Regions from separate parts of the Zea mays genome. Here region 2 is linked to region 1. Evidence: chromatin contacts called from public Hi-C data. All regions are on one chromosome and are shown on one strand. The core of a region is the stretch at or near the end of the contact, and the rest is flanking DNA. Distances in the headings are between cores, read along the strand shown. Region 1 has its middle 19 kb from the start of LOC100285499. Region 2 holds the start of LOC100217221 (squamosa promoter-binding protein-like (SBP domain) transcription factor family protein).

The links. Hi-C and Micro-C count contacts between places; a contact is called where the count stands out from the background.
Region 2: a Hi-C map of tassel shows a contact between it and region 1, with 6 times the contacts expected there. The contact joins the promoter of LOC100217221 here to the enhancer-like site in region 1. A contact is called at or near these places in 11 of 25 Hi-C or Micro-C datasets (bundle sheath, ear, endosperm and 4 more) and 1 of 3 datasets of contacts at active chromatin or transcription factors (leaf).

What each region holds. Positions count from the first base shown.
Region 1 is chr7:142,866,810-142,872,755 of Zm-B73-REFERENCE-NAM-5.0, forward strand. It overlaps the pseudogene LOC118473035. Among protein-coding and RNA genes, the nearest start is that of LOC100285499, 19 kb to the left of the region's middle. Within about 2 kb of position 3,227, at least 18 of the 20 cell types and tissues checked have an H3K27ac peak or open chromatin away from gene starts, as enhancers often do. A contact at or near this core is called in bundle sheath, ear, endosperm and 3 more, where this site is marked.
Region 2 is chr7:142,905,706-142,911,651 of Zm-B73-REFERENCE-NAM-5.0, forward strand. It overlaps LOC100217221 (squamosa promoter-binding protein-like (SBP domain) transcription factor family protein), which reads left to right and starts at 2,858. Exons shown (of 3, transcript NM_001359706.1): 1 at 2,858-4,080. The coding sequence starts at 3,584.

The sequences.
Region 1 (5,946 bases), core at 1,977-4,476:
CTGAGAAGCTTGTGCCGGTATCGGTTGCTGCTTTGTGCGTCGCTTTAAACAATGTGCATCAACTGGTAGTTCTGTGTTCTCATGATCTCATCAGAGCAGCCGTATGCGGTTTGGTCACTGGCATGACATAAAATTGACTTCGTCTCTTTCTGCTTCTTTGTCCCTGTTTGTTTAACCGCGCTTTGAGCGAAAGCTGGTTTCTTCCACAACTGGCTTCGAGAACAATCTCAGGAACACGTTTACTGTTTGCCATCCTGATTATAAGCTGTGTTAGGGTTTATCTCATCCGGTTTGGTCAAGGGACTAAGTCGGACTCTGGTGCTCTGATGGGTGCAACAACCTTACAATTGTGGTCCTTTTTTCTCATATCGTGTATATAAACAAGAGAGACGGCAACCAACGTTTATCTTAGCTCCTAATAGTGAGATTTGGGGTGCCTTTGGTTTGACTTTTGGCTTTGGCTTTTGCCCCCCTAAAAGCCAAAAGCCAACCAAATGGCTGGATATAGGAAGCAGCTTTTTCTAAAAGCCGACTTTCTCGTAGTGCAAATCTGAAAGCACCCCTGGACCTGCTTTTAGTGGCTTTTCGGATGGAACTGTGAAAACATATATCGAAGAATTTTTAACGACTTTTAGTGGTTTCCACCAAACGGTTTTTAGCTTTTTAACAGCTCACAGCCTACAGCAGCTTTTTCCACAGCTCACAGCCCACAGCAACTTTTTCCACAGCCACAGCCCAACCAAACAGACCCTTGATCTATCTTCTATGCGGCTAGCGAAGGAAAAGGTTATCGTCGCTCTATCCTGTCATCTCTGTATTGAGCTACAGCGTTCTAATGATGTTGCCATCCAACCTCGAATATATAATCCATATGTTCTAATCGTATAGTGGCTAAGGTTTGTGTACAAGGTCCTACAATCTCTAATAGTGGTATCGAAACAAGGTTGTTGTCTAGATCTTAACCTTAGATGTGTAAAAAAACCATCGGTTTAATAGATGAATCCAAACAATCTCTCCGTCTTAGATTCATCCACTAGAAAGCAAGCGGAAGAAAAGAAATAAAGAATCCTTGCGGAAGAAAATGAATCCAAACAATTTTCCAAGGGATTTCCATTTTTTAAGGGAAATTAGTTCATTTTCCCTTAGGAAAATAGAAATCCCTTGGAAAAATGGTATTCCCAAACTAGCCCTAACTATCCCGAGCACACCTAGAGGAGTAAGAGGGGAGGTAATAACTTACCCAATTGTTGTTGACCAGGACAAGAGACAACACAACTGCATGACGCTGCATGAGGGGAGAACATAAGTGAGGGCCACCACAGGTAGTGCAAGGACTTCATCGTGAGAAGACGAGGAGAAAGCGCTCAAGACATAGAGAGAGGGGGGAGCTACATTAGGGGAGAACAAATAAATTAAGTTTCCCCTTGATAAAAAATACAAGTTTTATACCCTAGCTTGAACGAATGCTAGCGGATGCTAACCATCTGGTTTGATTTGAGGGCACATAATGATCAGACTACTTTTGAACTAGGTGACAAGGAGATTTCGTGGCCTAGGTTGTAGCCTAGTGCACACGCGAGGGAGAGAGAAGCCGGGTAGGTTGGCCAAGTCAGGCCAATACTAGGCCATTTTGCCAATACGAACAATGTTGCACCGCTCTCTACCTCGTCATCTATGTGTGGAGCTACACCGCTCTAATGGCGTTGTCGTCCAAACTTAAAGTATAACACACATGTTATATCACATCCGATTGTTAGATTTTGTGTACAAGGTCCTACAACTTCTAACAAGGTGAAGATTGAAGAACGGAACGTCCACCACCATTAGCAATGGGAACAACCTCTTTGGCCCTGCTTACTTCAACTATCGCAACTGTTGTTTCTACTATGAAATGGGAGGGGGATATGTAGCCATAGTTGTTGTAGCATCTGAAAAAACATCTTCTGAATAGGTCGTATGCTCAGGCGTCAGCGAGGAGGAAGAGTTGTGTCTCTCACTTGGATTTTTGGCCGCTACAAGATGGGGCGTGTGCTGCCATCTCCTAGCTAAGTTGGATCTGGGCGAGGGTGAGGAGGCCATGGCCCATCAGACAAGGGAGGAAAGGAGGTTAAATAATCTTAGGATTTCTCCCGTGGCGCCTTCGAGTGGCTTCCGCTTCACATTGAGGGTTTTGGGAAGAATAGCACGAAGAGAAAGTTGTCATCATGATCTATTTAAGCCTAGGGATAGTAGTGGTGAATTTTTTTTATCGGGAAATAGCTCTCCATCCCGTCCTCGCGAGAAGAAAAATCTAATGTCACCATGCCCACAAGAAGAAAAATTCCATGTATGCGTCCCATCACCACGAAAGCTCACGGGGGACTTCTGTTTCTCCCATCCCGTCCCTAGCAGGGATTTTATACTTGCAGGGAATCCGTCCCTATTAGGAAATTCAGATTTTGGAGACAAATGTAAATTGGTTATATCAACATTAATATATATTAAACAAATAACATTTAAAATTATAAGAGACATGCACTTTAGGTTGTTTGCTATTCATGCTAGGCTATGTATTGAATTTTAGTAGAATTTTAATATATCATGAGGCTAATTTAGAGCAAGGAAATTTCGCAGGATGGGTATGTAGGGAACGAGGAGCTCAATGAGGACTTTTTCCCCCATTTCGATCTTCGTGATGATTAATAGGAGAATTCCTCATGGAAACATTAGGGCTCAGGTTCCATTAGCATTCCTATTGAAGCCCGTAGTTTTTAGCTGATCAATAATTTGTCTTTGGTATCAAAGATGAGCATCGGTAATGCTGACATAGGCGCCCTGGTGGGCACGTTTTAGGTGGAGGTGATTTGGATTTCGGTTTCCCTGGTTTTGCTAAATATGCTGACCAACTCCGGCACGGAACTGATGACGCGTGCCGGCGCGCATTTACCACGAACTACGACTTACACAAGGTCAAAGCCTAGCACAGTGACTGCGATTGACCCTCGTAGCCTTTTTTTTTGACGGTACGAGAACGAGAGGAGCACTTCTGCAAAAGCTATCTCAAGATTGGAGACGGGTGGCCGGGAACGTTCGTCTGCCCGAGGTGTGCATGACGCCATGCACCCGAGGTGTGACGCTTGGCTTGGTGGTGGTAGGGGAAAAAAATTGTTTACATCCTCGCAGTCGCACGCAGGGGCAGACAGGCTCGGCTGGGGTAAAATGGGCCATGGCCGTCCCTTTGTCGCGTGTGCTGTTGCTGTGCCAGCAGCAGGCGCGCGCGGCCACACTAGTATTCATCAGGGCCCGCGCGCGCTACAGGGAAGGGAAGCAAGCAGATAAAAGGGGCACGGGAAGGTGAGATCAAATCAGATTATTATTATTATTTAACCCTGGCCGTCTCTCAGGTCTGGTCTGGAGACTGTCCGGAAGAGGAGAGAATTTTGCTGCCGTCGCATCCACAACAGAATGGAGAAAATAATATAAAAAAACCACGCCGCCGTCGCTGTCCGCGAGCTAACGCAACGCAAGGTTGACAAAAAGGCCACAGAAATCTCGCAGAGATTTTTCTTCTTCAATAAGAGCTCTACGGTACCTTTTTTTAAGACCTCTGCAGTCAGTCCCAGTCCCAGCGCAGTTGGAGGTCGAGGAAGCAGGCCACGTCCCTGTCTATCCATTACTACTGCGTTCGCGTGTAGTAGTAGCCGTGGATGAAATGAAACGAAACGAAACGATACGAACTCAGGGCAAGACAAGAACCACCAGCACCAGTTGGTGATCCACACGGTCATGCGGGCGAGAGAGGCGACGACGCAGGCAGGGCCCGTCGCTAGCTTTCCGGCGGCCCCGACAGCGACCGGGCCGAGCCGTACGTCGCGGTCGGGCGCACTGTTTGGGCAAGACGCCGAGCCGAGCGGCGGAGGCATGGAAGCTGCGATGCGCGATCGGATCCGCTGCCTAGCCAGACGACGGCGACGCCACGACACAGCGTGGTAGCGAGCCGTCGGTCTTTGAAGCGACGACTGCCAGACCAGACTGCCTTGTTGTTATTGTTATTACTGGACTGGACCGTCCGTGGAGCGTACGTTAGCTAGACAGCGACGTGATAGAGACCGTCAGAGGACAGACGGCGTGGGGGTGTGTGTGTGTGTGTGTGTGGTGTAGCGTGCGTGGAATGGAACAGAGGAGGTGTAGTAGGAAAACTTGGCAGTCACGTCGTGATCCTTCTCCAGTTTAGGGTTACGCGAGTACTGACTGGTACCGCTAGCTTCACCGCAAGCAAGTATCACCATCGTCGCCCGGCCGGTTACAGTAGTTCGTTCGGCTGTGGTGTGGACGTAGTCCTGCACTGCACGCTCCGTCCGTCCGCCCGCCGGTGCTCCCCTCTGAGGTCCGGACTCCACCATCAGTCTTCTAACTATAGAACATAGTAGAACCATGGGCCGGGCCGGGCACAATAAAGGCCAACAGGAGCCGTCTGTCTCCTGCGCAGTGGGAAGCAATCCAACTGCCCATTGAGGGCTTGTTCGGTTATTTTCAATACATATGGATTGAAGGGGATTGATACGGATTGAGAGGGATTTTGACTTACTAGGGATTAAAACCCCCTCAATCCCCCTCAATCCATATGGATTAGGGTAGAACCGAACAAGCCCTGATGGGTTGCTGCCCCACTCCGCCGCGGCGGCAGGCAGCAGAAGCAGGGGGCGTTTCCATTTCCCTCTCCTCCTCCCAGGCACTCACCCATTCCCATCGGCGGCCATCGCTGCAGGCTGCAGCGCGTGCATGTGCTTCCATGGGTAGTAGTCCTATCATTCGCGGTCGCGGCGGCAGCTCCTCCTTTCCTTCATCAGCTAAGCTAGGAGTAGGAGTAGAGACTACATAGCTGCTAACGCTGGCGGATGCCCATGCATGACTTTTCTGATTATTGAACCACTCCTCGCAGATTGTTACTGTTACTACTGCTACAGTTGGTAGCAATAATACCGAGGTCATAGTCCTACACGACAAGTTACACAAGCTCGGTAAATTTCACGCTGGTTAATTACCGCTCTACTGTACTCCTACTACTTACTAGTAGTGCTCAACAAGGGATTCATACGCATGGCTATAGATAGATGGTCATGCTCATGCATGCAGTTCATATAGCCTGATGACCCAATATGAAACACTAGTGTTTTCTTTTTCATAACTTGATGGCCTGCTGCTTTAAATTGGCTAGGTACGGTGTAGTATACTACTGCTACTGTTTCTATATGTTGTCTGCAACAAACAACCGTGCAGTATACGCAGTAGTACGGGTACATATATAAACATCTCTCCATGCATTATATTTCGTGTAAGCTTTTAGCATTTATTTGTTCGCTATCTAGTAGTGTCGTTCATTCAGTGCGCCCCCCTTGTCGCATGCAAGTGAAGTAGTACGTATGACTGCTTCTTTTGCATTGGCCAACCCACATGCATGATGAATTCAGTACTACTCACAATCATATGGTCGGGGCAACAAATAAAAGAAATAAACTGATCATCAATGGACTGACAGCTGATCCACATCCATGCTTTGACGGTTAGCATCTTGCAATAGCTTCACGTACGCGCATGGCAATTATGCTACCACGCTAAACTAGCTTGCGTGGACACTGGTGGACGGACACGACTAGAACCTAGCTCTAGCTGCTTGTTCACAGTCGGGTGACGTGACAATCTAACCACTGTATATATATGATCTCTGAAAGCCGCACGCCTGTTACATATATAGACCACTGTGCTTGTGTTCGGTCAGGTCGAAAAAGTGCGAGATCCCATCTGTATGAATGGTGCATGATGGTAACATGAGCTAGCTAGCGCATCAAGAATGTATATATATATATATATATATATATGTGCGTGCAAATCACCCAATGGTTGGAAGACTTGTGTTAAAAATGCGCGGCCTCTTGTTCGGTTGGCAGGAAAAATGATGATTTCAAC
Region 2 (5,946 bases), core at 1,608-4,107, 39 kb after region 1:
CGAGATCGTGTCCCTTGACTGGACGGAGCCTTGACCTGAATCGTGCCCATTAGACCTTTGCAGCTTTGTGCTGATGGGGGTTACCAGCTGAGATTTAGGAGTCTTGGGGGTACCCCTAATTATGGTCCCCGACAAATGGGTAAGTGATAACGTTAAATCATGTTTGTTTTAGTCTAACCGTAATCAGATATCATACTAAAAATTGATATCGGACTATTCAAACTTGTTACCGTCCGTAATCGAGTGTAAACCATTACTATTATCTTTTACGTTACATTTCGTGAACCAAACAACACCTCAGATAGATGTGGCTTTTTTTCGAGAGTAGCATTATAAACGACCTATTACAGTCCATTCTAGAGTGGCATAAGCGTGACAAAAGTTGCATACGGACAAGCAAGAAAGCAGATATTATGTGGCCAATCATTCCATGCTATAGCTCTTCCCCTCCGTGTTAATTTTGCAAACTAATGAAGAGGCCGCGATCATGTGGTACGTAGTGCAATATATCTTTCACCTTTCAATCTTTCATCCCTTTTATTCGTTTCTTTTTCTAGAGCCATCGATCCTACGCCCAGCAACAATGTCAGGGACAAACAAACCTACCAACCGGCCCTATGTCCTGACTCCTGAATCCTGAGGGCTGAGGACACCAAAAAAAAAACTCGTGCACAAATTCCCATGAAGGTCTGGAGCCACATGTGGCGACAATATGCAAGCTGACGCCATATAATATTGATTAAAAAAAAGGAATGTACTTGTGTTGGAGAAATGGACCATGCATGCACCAACTCTCTCTCTCTCTATCTTTCTTTTGGAGAAAAGAATTGGACCAGATCAGAGGGATCCGGGTTCTGGTGAGAGATGCAGTTGGAACATGCTGGGATCTTGGATTTTGGGGGGAGATATTAAACTGGTATTCAAGTGCAACCTTTGCTGAGGAATTTCGCTATGGAATCAGACTGTGTGGTCTACCCATGTTGCAATGTTTTGCGAGCTTTGTGGATAAGAATAAGATATATATTTGCTAACCGTACTTTTCCCTGACAGCAGGGAGAGAACTGAGAAGCGTCAAAGGCAATTGGATATTTCTTGTCGACGCGCGCAGATCGAGTATTTTATCATGCATATATCCTCTTTAGACGAAGCACATGCGTTTGGATTTGGAACTGACATGAACGGGCATATTAAAAGCCACCTAGCAATTAGCTTAACGATCGAGGTAGTACTAGCATGCACGCATTAGGGACGTGTTTGGTTCCAAAGGCAGGCTAGCTTTGATTCGATACACTCCAAGAAACATGCTAGGCCCAGCGAGCCAAATTCGCTCTGTGTCCGTGGTCTCCAAAAATTATTATTTTTTTGAACGAGAGGCATACTAAATTCATGTTTTGAAACACATGGACTGCTTAAAAACTCAGGGACTGTATGGGAATGTAGTTTTGAAATACTGTAGTTTTGAGATACTTATAATTGTACATGACATAAATACTACGGTACTGTAAAACTACAGTATTGTTCAAAACCGAAATCTGTTTGGTTTATTGGAAAAACAAAGTATATGTAGAAAGAAAGAATAAGACTGGGGTCCTAAGTGGAGTTTCGAAAACTCCAAAAATACCACAGTTTTGGATACACCATGGTATTTAAAAATGAGTTTTTGACTGTTTAAATCAAACACCTTTTGAGCTCCAATATTATAGTATCATCAAACATTATAGTATTGTTTCAAAACTGCAAAAATACTACAATTCAAAACAGGGCCTCAAGCTGTTTCCAATTGCTATATACGTACTCCTATGTAGCAAATGGATCGATCCGTGGAACAATAACATGCATTTGCAGCTCCAGCTTTCTTCTGACTAGACATATTTCGAGGATTCGCCGCTGGAGATAGAAAAAAAAATCGAAATTACTTGCCTTTTGACGGATGCATGGATCAGACTAGCTACGTGACCAATATAGTAATCCGATTAACCATCACGTACGCACTATTTTAGCACAGTAGCCTCGCAATCATGCTGAACAGAAGTTTGATTTTTTTTCCCTCCTCCCTTAGGCCATGTTCGTTTGATCCCAAAACCATAGGGATTGAGGGGGATTGGAAGGGATTGGAGAGGATTTTGACTTGTAGGGGATTTAATCCCCCTCAATCCCTATGGATTGGCACAAAACGAAAAGGGCCTTAGGAGGAAAGTAACATTATTATATTTTCAAACAATCCAGCTTCCCAAACTATTGTAGCACAGTGCCTTCACATGCTCCTCAGTCACACACACATGACTACATGAGTGAGCTACCACACTGTTGTTTTTAAGTATAGAGAGAGAGAGAGAGAAAGAGAGAGAAAAAAACACTAGTCGCTCTACTGTAGCCCAGCCCTTGATGACACTCATTAAACCTTCCTCAGTCCTCTTCCCCCACTCAACCAACCTCGCTAACAAGAAGCCAAGAGAAGTAATGCCCACCCGTCTCCTCTGCTGCAAGCTAGCTAGGGAGGGCCGGCCAAAGCAAAGCACTGCAGGCGGCGGCGAAGACCCCCCGAACCAACCCCCCCTCCCCCCAATAATTGCGCGCAGCAGCACAAGGGTTCCATGCTGGTGTTAAAGGATGAACATGGCACCTGGCGCCCGCTGCGGGGCCCGTCGCCTTTAGAATCCCTGTCAGGGGATTGATGGTGGCCCTGATGAATGGCTACTGCAAGCAATGTTGCATTTCGCAGTGGAACGAAGAAAAACAAATCCATACAAAAAAATAGTTTTTGTTTTTGTTATCGTAATAATAGAATAGTGGAGTCGAGTGATTAGTATAAGATGGGCATGCATCCATCCACTGATCCACGCCCTCATCAGTTGAGGTCTGAAAGCTGAGCTGAGCTCTAGCTGATAGAGGTAGCCCTCCACACCACACCACTCGCAATCCACACAACTACACTGATACACCTGCGCTGCACTTGCCTCTGCGAGCACGTACTGGCTGTGGCTGTGCCTGGCCTCCTCTTCCTCGGTGGTGGTGGTGGTGGTGGTGCACTGGTGCTGGTCTTGCGCCTGCTTGTTCGGTTGTTCCTCACTTCCACTTCCACGGCTCCCCTCCCACCAAGCAGACTGCAGTAGCACATCCCCCTCCGCGCACCACTCGCTTCGACACCACCGGGCACCGCCCGGCATCTAGCTCTAGCGGCAGCTCATCTCCCTCCCTCTGGCTGGCTGTTTGTTTCTCTCTCTCTCTCCTCCCCATCAGGATAAGCTCAGCAGCCCCCCCTGCTGATCTGCGGCATTTGCCCTGTTCCCGTGCTCGATTTGTTCGCTTCTGTGCGCGCGCGGTGGTGCCCAGGCAATAACTCCCCTCGGTGTCTGGCTGGCTCGTTGCCACCCTCCCCGCGGCAGAGCGGCCTATAGGATGAGAGGGACAGGGGAACCCAACAAACCGGCCGCGGCACTGTCCTGGCCGTGAAAGACACGCACACAGAGCTCCAGCTCGGCCACGGGCACGGGCACGGGCACGGGCACGCGGCGCCTAGCTCTGCACTGGCCGACGGGGAAACGGTCGAGCTTGCTATCCATCGCCCGCGCCGTTCCCATTCATGGATTGGGATCTCAAGATGCCGGTTTCCTGGGACCTGCCCGACCTGGAGCACGACGCCGTGCCGCCGCCCATCGCCGCCGCCGCCTCCGCCGCGCCTTCCCCCGCGGCGGCGTCGGGCATTGCCGCCGCAGCTGCTGGGCCTCCCCCCGCGGCGGCACCGCGCGGGGCGCCGAGCCGGGCGGAGTGCTCCGTGGACCTCAAGCTCGGCGGGCTCGGCGAGTTCGGGGCTGCGGACGGGACGAAGGAGCCGGTAGTGGCAGCGGCCGCGGCCGCGGCCGCGGCGCCGCCGTCCGCTAGCCCGATGAAGCGCCCGCGCTCGGGGCCCGGTGGCGCCGCCGGGGCGCAGTGCCCGTCGTGCGCGGTGGACGGCTGCAAGGCCGACCTCAGCAAGTGTCGCGACTACCACCGCCGCCACAAGGTCTGCGAGGCGCACTCCAAGACGCCCGTCGTCGCCGTCGCCGGCCGCGAGATGCGCTTCTGCCAGCAGTGCAGCAGGTATATACGCCAACTCCAGTTCCAGGCCAAAGCCAATCCCATCCCTTCTCTTCTCTCAATTCACTTCATCTGAAAACGTCGATGTAATTGCATGAACCTGCTGCTGGTTGCCTGGAATTCTGGAAAAGGGTCGCTTGCTTGAATTGTTGAAAATTGGTACTACCAATCAGCAAACCGACTGATTTACACCCAGACATCTTTTCTCCACAGCTTTTACTTTTTACTGCTGATTATTCCTTGCCTTCCCCTTTGTTCAAAGTGAAAATGCCAAATCAGTTCTTTCTTTTGCCCTGCCTCCCTCCCTCTCTCTCTGCTTCAGAGTTCAGATTCTCGCCAATTGGTCACCAACAGCCACAGATATGATGAACTTGAGCTTAAAAATTAGCCTACACCTGCCTGAGTGGCTGTTTTGCTTCAATCAGGGATGCACAGCTTTAACTTTCCCGGCTCCACTTTTTCAGCCTTTTCATACGAACGTACACCGATCTTTTCCCTGTTTCCCTTTTGCATGTCAACAAGTATTGCCTGAATTAACACCACCTCTTTTTCTACTTACGCATACCAGCTTTCTAACCCATCAGTGAGAACCAACCATTACCCGGCAAAAGCCAGGATCATCTTTTCTTGTAGCAGGCTTGCAATTGGTGTTTCTTCACCTGACCTCCTCACACCTGTATAGCTTTCGTCGTCTTCGGCTAAGTTTAGAAGTGAAAACGATGAATTGGAACTTGTACCTGGGATGAGGTTCTGAATCAGTCATCAAATTGGTGCTTCTCTGCGCCAGTACAAAACACAGAGGACGCAGGATCTGTGCAGTAGTTTTTTGCTTTGACAAGAACCCTCAAATCTTCAAGCCCCATCTTTTCAAGTTGTTGCATACGTACCTTTCTGAAAACCTTTCCTTGCTGAATTAATAATGAGATCTGTATGTTTCTTGCATTTTTTGTTTTCATGTATCCTTTCCGCGCAACAGTATTTGTTCTGTTTTTTTTTGTGGGTGTGGGGGCTCTTTATGCTTAGGGATGTTGAACGTGAACCTCTTCTATTTAATTTCCAGCAGAAACTGGCCTACCACATCTACCTTGCTTGCTCCTGGTCTGCTAGGTGCTGGCCATGTACAACCGCATTCATGTGCAGGGAGGGCAATGTAACATGCCTGAGACGTAGGAATTTGCTATTTGAGAGACAGTAAGCGAACCTTTTTCTGCATGGTTAAGGGTGTAGCTATTTTGCCTGTTGAGTCTCTGTTTAACCACTAAGACCTTGTGTCAGCCTCTTAGGAGGCAGCTGCTTCAAGTACTACACACATTTCACATGTCTGTGCCACCTTTTATATGTTGACCAACTATCTGTGTATCTGAGAGTACCTTTAAACAATGCAAATACAGTGTGCACTTGTTTGTTCTTCCGAAATTTTTTTATTTTTCAGTGGGGCTGCAAGAGCCGCTTTCCCAATGATTGATTACCTTGTGTAGCTAGTAGAGCAAAGCGAGATCGCCACACTGCTTTGCAGGCTTTATCAAGTGCTCCTCAACATGTCGTCGGTAGGGGCGGCGTACTGGCATGTATCTGTTGGAGCCATTATACCGTGGTCCAGATGCTCGCCAGGAGCTGTACTACAGCTTTTGTTTTCTGTGCTCGAGAGAGGTCCTCTGAACGTGAAACTTTTATCTAATCTGAAAGCCAATTTGTTAACTGACATTCTGAGACCTGAGAGTGGTCCAGCCGTGTACTTTTATTTCCGGAGGCAGGCGCGAGTACTATTTTTAAATAATGGGTGAGAAAACATGTGCGCCTTGCCGCCTGCGGGCAGCAGCGTTTCACAGCCCCACTTTTGAATTTGAAATATTTATGGCTGGGCGTTAG